Linked DNA regions of Gossypium hirsutum: region 1 is linked to region 2. Evidence: chromatin contacts called from public Hi-C data. All regions are on one chromosome and are shown on one strand. Each heading gives the region's core, a stretch centred on a gene start, on an enhancer-like site or on the middle of the called end of the contact. The rest is flanking DNA. Distances are from core to core; before and after follow the strand shown.

The links. Hi-C and Micro-C count contacts between places; a contact is called where the count stands out from the background.
Region 1: a contact with region 2 is called in a Hi-C map of leaf, with 2.6 times the contacts expected there. The contact joins the promoter of LOC107954193 here to the promoter of LOC107954198 in region 2. A contact is called at or near these places in 8 of 34 Hi-C or Micro-C datasets (callus, hypocotyl, leaf and 1 more).

The regions. Positions count from the first base shown.
Region 1 is chrD07:14,622,908-14,627,343 of Gossypium_hirsutum_v2.1, reverse strand. LOC107954193 (anthranilate synthase alpha subunit 2, chloroplastic) reads right to left here and starts at 1,257. Exons shown (of 11, transcript XM_016889681.2): 1 at 893-1,257; 2 at 451-635; 3 at 169-358. The coding sequence starts at 1,085.
Region 2 is chrD07:14,468,167-14,472,796 of Gossypium_hirsutum_v2.1, reverse strand. LOC107954198 (cytochrome P450 86A1) reads right to left here and starts at 2,543. Exons shown (of 1, transcript XM_016889687.2): 1 at 724-2,543. The coding sequence starts at 2,469. The coding sequence ends at 925.

The DNA of each region.
Region 1 (4,436 bases), core at 8-2,507, 160 kb before region 2:
ACTAGCACGTATAGAAATGGAAAGACAGAAAGAAGAAAAACAAAAAAAAAAAAACAAGATCAGAAATATCCAAAAACAAAGTTGATGACAGGACCTTCACACAAAAAACCAAAAGGGGTTATGGTGAACATCAGCTGAAGCTAAAGCTATTAAGTCCAAATTACTCACCACAAAATACTTCTGGAAGCTCATCTATACGTTGGGGCTCCCATCGCTCCATAATTCTCCGTGGAACAGTCATTGGATCGTCCACAATCTCCTCTATCTTACTCCCCTCCTCATGGTTCATAATTGTAACCATATTTTCTTTAGCCACAATTTCAATGCTTGGCTGAGCTCCAACCACACTATACCTTCCCTAACACGGATTAGCCCCAAATACACATCAACATAAACATTACTAAACCGTAGCCTATAAACATATAACAGGCGCGCGAAGAAGGAACTTACAACACTGGAAGCCAGCAAACCAGGCTCGACAGACTCGAACAAAAAGCTCGGAGCATCCCTATCATCTTCCTTGACTAAACATCTATATGCTATCACCGGCGTCAAGTGATCCGAGAATATACATCGGTAAAGAGGAACTAAATTCCCGTTCTTCGAAGCTTCTCGAAATTTCACTGACTGATCAACTGGTGAACATTCAAATCATAGAAAAAAAAACTTTTTTCTTTAAAAGTTCATATACATTACTTTCACTGAAGAAGGTAAAGAGGCAATAAATTGAACTATTCGGGGGGGGTTTGAAATTAGTAATTTTAATCTAAATTGAAAGGAAAATCACATCTTTGTCAACTGCATGCTCCCGCGAACAAAACAGAATCATTCAAAAATAATTTATTTTATTTTATTGAGATTGAGATTGAGATTGAAGGGAAAGTAATAGTACCTATAGAAGGAGATGATGAAAGCGAAGTGCATCTGAGCGTACGGACGCGGGAAGTGGAGCCAATAAGAGAAATGGACTTTGAACGGAAACCGGAGAATCTGGGGTTGAGGTTGACGGAAACGGTAGAAGAGAACCGGAGGGGATTAGACGGAAGCTGACGGGGAGTAAAGGCTAGGGTTTCGATGGCGGCCATTGCAGCAATTGATTTTGCCTGTTCAAAAGTGTGAAGCTGATGCGCCAAAAATTACAAAAGTTAATCAGTTCCAGAAAATGAAGGCAAAAACTTAGGGCTTTGCGCTCATTGGAAAGGAGAGAGAAAGTCGGTTCGGGTTGTTGATTTAGATCCGTCATTGGAACCTAATGTTGATTGGGCTTGGATCGGGTTCCAACCTTCTCTCATTTTAATAATATGCATATTTATCAATTTTATCATTTTCCTCTGAATTCTTTTTTTTTTCTTTCAGCTCATTATTCAAAATTTACGTTGTTAAAATTTTATTAACATAGATGTGGTAGTTCTCGTGATAGTTTACGTATACTTAATTGCTTACTTCTATTTAAAGACAGATTGTATTTTGATTTCTCTACTAAAAAAATAAATAAATTAACTTTTATACATTTCGAAAGGAGTAAATTAACATCTCTATTAAATTTTTATTTGTTAAATGATGAATAGAACACTAATTTGATTCAAAATATCATTTTAATTTTTAAAATTTTTCTTAACAATAATTCTAACAATTAAAAAGAATCTTAAAAATATTAAAAATTATGTTAAAATTTCAACAAATTTAATCTTCAATGTTTACAAGTTTTGCCATTTTAGTTATAATTTTGAAATTTTCAATAACTTTGCCCCTCAAAAATTACAAAAACTGTGAATTTACTCTTTAACTCTAAAAAATAAAAAAAATTTAAAAATTTTCGTTTTTAATCATTTATACTCCGCCTGTTAACCCATATGAGATATTAAAAGAAAAAAAAGGTAAACTATACTCTCTATCTCTAAACTTTGGTCAAGATTATATTTCGCCATCCAACTTTTAAAACTTTTGTAATAGCCATTAACGTTATCGAATTGGAACATGTAAGATACCCACATGTCATTAAATAATAATAGATAACCTCATGTTAATTACAATTTAAAAATAATTAAAGCTAATATTTAAATAAATATTTTATCTTAAAATTAAGTTACCATATATTTGTTTGATTTTTAAAATAATTACTATTAGGATACATTAAGAAAATGTTTTAGAGTTTTGAGATAAATTTAATTGTTTAAAATATACTGTTAAAAATATTAAAATAAATCTTTAAAAAATCTAAATTTAATAATTTAAAATTTATCTTATCCTACTAAATTTGTTATTCTCTTAAATTTTACTATTAACACAAGTTATTCAAAATATTAGAATGAATTGTTCAAAAAGAAACCAGATTAAATTTTTTATCTAATTTGTAAATATTTAAAATTAAAAATTAAAAAAAACTATATTATCACTTTTTCTTATCCAGTAAAAGCCTTAAAGATAAATCATTAAAAATACTAAGAAAAATTTTAAAATTTTGATATAAATTTTGCTAGCTTAAAATATTAAAATAAATTGTTTTAAAAACATCTATATTAAATTTTTTATCTTATCTTTTAAGATAAATATTGCGCAATATAGATAAATTTTGATTTTGACAATTTTATATCTGTTCTTTTGAACACAATGTCTAAAACTACCGTAGCCCTTCCCCAACCATAAATAAGAAGATAATGTGTTTTAATGTATTCGAACTCACGTCCTCCTACATTAACAACAATGCCCGTGCCAATCGAATTAAGACTCAATCGACGGTTTTAATAGATTTTAGTTACAATAAAATCGTATGAAATTTTCAATTTATTATAAAATATAATTAAATTTGATTTTTAACATAATTTACATGTTAAAATGATGTAAAAGTGCTATTAGTTTGGCTTTTTTTTTTCTTTGTTTCAATTTTTTTTGTAAAACTAATTGAAGAATTTTTTCATTAATTGATTGATGAATAGCATAGTTTATTGTTTAAATTCTATATTTGAATAAATATGTGATTATTAAGAAGTAATTTGATTTTGAGTAAATAAAAATTATTGATTTAAAATTATATTTCGATAGTTTATTATTTTTAATGTAGAAAATATTAAATTCATTTTATTTTATTAAAAAATTGAAATAAATTATCATTTTTACTTTTAAAAAAAGAGTTATCCAGAGTATCATATTTATCTTTCATTCAGAACTATTTAAAATAATATAAAATATTATATTAATAAGATTAAAAGTAAGAAATAAATAATTTTTAAAAGATATGTATTTACTTTTATCAAACAACATAATTATATTCAGTACTTATATTTACTAATTTACCAAACAATTTTTTAATATAAATTCAACACTTAAAAAATGTAGCAGTAAAATTTAATACTTAATTTTTCAACATTTAAATTTTTAGTTTATCAAACATACTCTAAAACTATAAAATTTATATTCCAATTATGCACTGAAATTGCAAGAAATTACACATTTCCTTTTTATTACTTATAATCTTTTTTTAATTAAAATAGATTGTCTACGAGATTCAAAGCCGGGATATCAGAAATTAATGAGTTTAACAACAAGTATGCTATGCTAAAAATAGGGCTTTCTCTTATTTGGCCACAAAACAAGCACAGCCTTTTAGTTGTCAAACCATTAGTTAAATCTTTGATTTCTTACTATATACTATTTGACGCTTTGGTGTTTTTTATATTCAATTTTTAAGTATTTTAAAAGAAAAAAATTGATTTATACAATTATTTCTTGCAAAATAACTGAACTTGATTACAATACTAGTTGATTTTTCATTAAAACTATTCGGATTTTTTAATTAAATCATTATTCAAACCTATTTTGATCACGAAGTAAGATAAATTTTTCCCTTAACCTATAATCTAAAACTATAGTTTATAATAATATTTATTAAATTATTGAATAATTTTTATTTTATTTATAAATATTATTTTGTAACAAATATTTGAAATAATAAAAATACTATAATTTCTCGTATATAATTCAATACATAATTTTTTAAATTACAAATATATATATATAAATATATGTCAAAGTTAAAACTTTGTAATAGATCATAGTAATTGTGATAGATTCGAGATGATGAGAAGAATAATAGGCCATTTGAGACTTGGCCTTTTGTGCATCACTGATGCGGTGGGTCTCTTGGGGCTTTTGGTAGTTTTTTCTTGGTTGATCAATGTTTATCGTCATGTTGATTTGATGATGGTGAGGCTAGGATGCAAAATTTAACAATTTGATCAAGTTGATTCATATTTAGTTTGTTTCTTAATTATTCCAATGTTACAATTACCATCAATTTGTCCTCCTCTTTTGTGAGATTACATGGCATTTATGCATTAGTTTGTAATGATTTATTTGTCGTTTATATTACGTGTCACACAAATTTTTATATTTTACATACATAAATATAAATATAATATTTAAAATTTTAATCCTAT
Region 2 (4,630 bases), core at 1,294-3,793:
TTTTCTTCCTGTTTTTATGATAGAAAGGGGAAAAATCACATCCAATTATGAGAGGGATTTGGCAAATTGAACATGCCCATTTAGCGTCTAATTAATGAAGTTGCGAGTGATAAAAAAATAAACTTCGATTAAAAAAAGAATAAAGATTAAAGAAATAGAAGTAGAAGTAGAAATTTTATCCAAGTGAATGAATAATAAAAAAAAGGAGGGAAATTTACCTGAAGTTTGTGTCTGGTTTTGATAGCTGCAACAAGACAAGACATTTAGTTTTGTACTTTGTATTAGAGACTCCATCAATTCAAGGATGGATTATCTGCTCTCGTTAAATGGTTAACTCCACAATATTAGGTTAAAAGGTTGTTTTCATCAATACTAATATATGACTTTGAACACTCATGAGTTGAATAATAATGTAATTGTGGAGCTTTAGGGGTGGTTGTTTTGCTGGTGTAGTGATGAGTGATGATCCACCCTAGTCATGCAGGGGTTCTGGCCTCACTTGCTCTGCTTTTTTTCAGTTTATTTGAATGAATATAATTGCCGCTTTGGGTAAGGAACCACAAAGGAAGACGGTAATAATTGTGTTGGGATAAGGACATTGGATCAGGTTGTAAAAACATTAAGGACAGGGCATCTAGTCGGGCAAAGCCCATAAACCTAGCGAGATGGACGAACCTAAGCCAGCCCAACCCCTAGTGTCTAAAACATGGAGAAATTCAAATATGCATCTTAAAGCAACTGTATTGTATTGAAGAAACAAACATTTGTTTGAAATGTTGAAACCAAATCAAATCAAACTATACCCCCCCCCCCAAAGCCAACATGAACAACAATGATATATCCTCCATGCATGCTTTAATTTCCTGTATATAATAATAGTATAAGAGGTGGCAAATACAAAGTTAAGAGATCAGTACAATTTGTCTATGCAAGTAGACGCGGCTGCAAGTAAACACGAAGACCTTTCTTCATAAACAGTGTGAGAGACATCTTCTGCTCCACCCTGTGTCCAGGAACCAGCGAAACCCGATAACGCAGCAGAACTGCGGAGGCCACCGACTTCATTTGCAAGTAAGCCAAGTCTTTGCCCAAACAAGTCCTTGGTCCAGCGTTGAACGCCACAAACTTGTAACCATCCTTTGGTGCCTCGAACTTGTCACCTTCTGCTGATAGCCATCTTTCGGGCTTAAACTCCATGCAATCTTCTCCCCATATACTCTTCATTCTTCCAACTGAGTATATTGAATATGTGACGGTGGAGCCAGCGGGAACCAATGTGCCATCTGGTAACACATCGTCTTCGACAACGTACTTGAAGTCCTGAGGAACCGAGGGGTATAACCGCAGTGTTTCAGCTAATGCTGCTTTCAGATATATCAGCTTGTCTGCTTCATCGAACATCAGTGGCTCTTCCACCCATTTCTTGGTATCTGGGCCGCGGGTGTTGCGGAGAACCCTTGATATTTCATCGATGATCTTTTGCTCAATCTCTGGGTGGTTCATTACGAGCCAGAAGAACCAGCTGAGGGCTACGGAAGAGGTGTCACGACCAGCGAGGACGAAGTTCAGAGCGATGCATTGAAGAACGGTGCTTGTGAAAAGGTTTCCCCCAGCATCTTTTTTCTTCATGAAACGGGACAGTAGATCATCCAATGGAGCTTCTTTTCGTGCTTCAATGGCCTCGTTCATGTAGTTTTCAACGATTCGGAGGCTACTCTTTAATCTTTTCTCAGCTCCTATCCCCAAAATCTTCTTCAATCTCCATAGTAAACCAGGGTAAAGAAGCCTATTAAGAGTTGCTTCAGTGGCTGTATCGAAAGCAGTAGCAAAAGGGTTATCTGGTAACTCGTGAGAAAGTGTTTGTGGGTCTTTGCCAAATGTAAGCCCACAAATGTTGTCAAAGGTTAAACGAAGCAACAAGTCTTGCAAATCCACTGCTTTCTTCTCATTTGATGCTTTGTCCAAAATACACCATAGACGATTCTTGATAGTCCTATTAACCCAACGACCCATGGCTTGCCTGAGTGTCCTGGTCGTGAACTCAAGTGCTGCTGTTTTCCTCTGTATCAGCCACGATTCTCCATCACTGTTGAAGATCCCTTGCCCCAAAAGATCATGAAATGCAGCCTGCCAATGAGGCCCTTTGGGGTAATTATCGAACCGGGTCCGGAGAATGTGCTCAATGTTTTTGGGGTGACAAGTGACAGTGTAGAACCCTTGCTTGCGAGCCAAAAATGGAACAGCAATGGTACATGTTTGATAGGTGGCTGAACCACCCGTTGCTCGAAGATTACTAGCAATCCAATCATGCATCCTCCTCCGGTTCATGAAAAGAAATGGTAGGCTACCGACCAGAGGCCATACCCTTGGACCACTTAACCTCTTGGCTAGCAGATAGAACCATATTGCATAAGCAAATGTTGCAGCAGCTGCTAGGGTGAACCCAAATGGAGGGTTTTCCAATTCCATTGCTAGGACCTATATTAGAGAATTGATGCTATGGTCTAGAATTCTTTGCACTAGACAGCTTAATTGGACAGAGATTGATAGGATTGAAGTTATATATATGATTATGAATATGTTTATATATAAATATGAAGTGATGACAATGGGAAAGGTTTAGGAAGAGTAGTTAGGAAATTTCTAGTCCAAAGTCGCTGTTGGGTTGATAGGAACTATTTATTTTAGGGAATTTACACGAAAACCATGCAAAGTATGTTTTGTAGGTAAGTGACACAACTAATGCTTCGAAGCCATAATTAACTAATTGGTTGTTTTTACATTAATTTGATTTGTTTCTTAAGTTTTACCCGATATGTCATTATATCATCATCTACTCATGTTGAATACTTTTTTAAGACATAATCCTTTAAATATATATATATATAAAATTAGGCTTTAGGTAATTTAAAATTTTTTATAAAATAATTAACAATCGACTATTTAATTAAAAAGTGCAATTAATTGAGAGTTAGCGATCGGTTGAGTTCATGTAATATGGTTTTCATCAAAGCCCCTAACGGGCCACTAAGTGTTGCTTAGAGGTTATCATGCGTCGGGTTGGGCCGTAACAAAATTTTAGGTCTGTTTTATAGGCTTGGTCCTAAAAAATGGACCTAAAATATTGCCTAAGTCCGATCCGGATAAAAAAAGTTAAAACCCGAGTCTGACTCGGTCCGCCTGTATTAAAATTATTTTATATTATTTTTATATAAAAATAAATTTAAAAATAAAATACATTAAATACACTAAAAACATTAAAATAAATGTTTCCCAATAAATTAAAAAAAGTCTTTATACTTAAATAACACTAAGATATGTAAAACTTAACAAGTAAATACCTTTAAAGTAGTAGCAAAATTAATAATAAAACAAGAGTTATATAATATTCAAACAATAACAATAAAATAATAACAATATAATAGTGAAATGACAACAAAACAACAATATTTTTTTTTGCAAATTTGGGTCGGGCCAGGCCCGGGCCGAAAAAAATTTACTCGAGGCTCGACCTGTTTTCTAAATGGGCCTTATTTTTTTATTCAAGCCCATTTTTCAAGCCTAGTACTGATGTAACGTGACAACTAACTTGAAAAAATGATGATGTGATATTTGACATGAAAAAATGCTCATGTGAATTTTATAATTATTTTATTAGGAGGGCTTAATTGCTTTTCAAGGATATAAAAATTTTCAAAAATTTTATAAAATTATAAATATTTATAAAAGGGAAGTAATTTTAATTTTTTTATAATATTTTAATAATTTCTAACAATTTTTTTAATAAAATACTAATTTTTCCCCTCACAAGTTGCTTACATCATGCCTCAGTCCATCCTTATTAACTTCACTCGTATCACCTATTCTAAACTAAAACCATTACTCATCACTTATCTTAAGCTATCAAACACTAAATTCATTGTCTTTTAAACCCCTTTCTTAGCATCTGGGGTAAAGCCAATACTATGATATTAGGTGAGGGGGCAAAATAAAGTTTTAAAATGTTGGGGGAAAAAGCAAAAAAGACTTAAAAAAGACTTAATTTGAGTAATTCATAATTAAAATGGATTGGAAATGTTATTCTACCCCTCAACTAAAGGGTTCCAAGGCCACTGCTTGTCCGATTGCCTCCCTTAGTTACGTCTTTGCTCGACATTTTATACAAGTTTAATCATCGCATTTTCAAGACTATAGCTAAGCACTGTAGATGTGCCTAGCTTGTTTTTTTTGGGTGGGTGGGTGGGTGAGAGGGAAGGGAAGGAGAGAAAGGAAAGAAACATAGAAGGAAAAATGGAAGGAGGGAAAATGAAAAAGAAAAATAAAAAATTGTGTGAGCTTTTTATTTATAGACTTTTACATATTAATAATTTATTTTATAATTTTATTATGATTGTATATTTTTTTAGCATTTTATGTCGTTTTTTTATCATATCTATTCTTTTTAACATGATGCTAAAACTATCTATAGTTCCTCCTCAACTCATAAATAAGAGGATAATGTGCTTGAGCGCACTTGAACTCACATCCTTCTATATTTATAACAATACACATGCTAATAGAGCTAAGACTCAATCGACCAATAAATATATATTTATTTATTTGCATAAGATATCAAATTATTTAGGCGCCT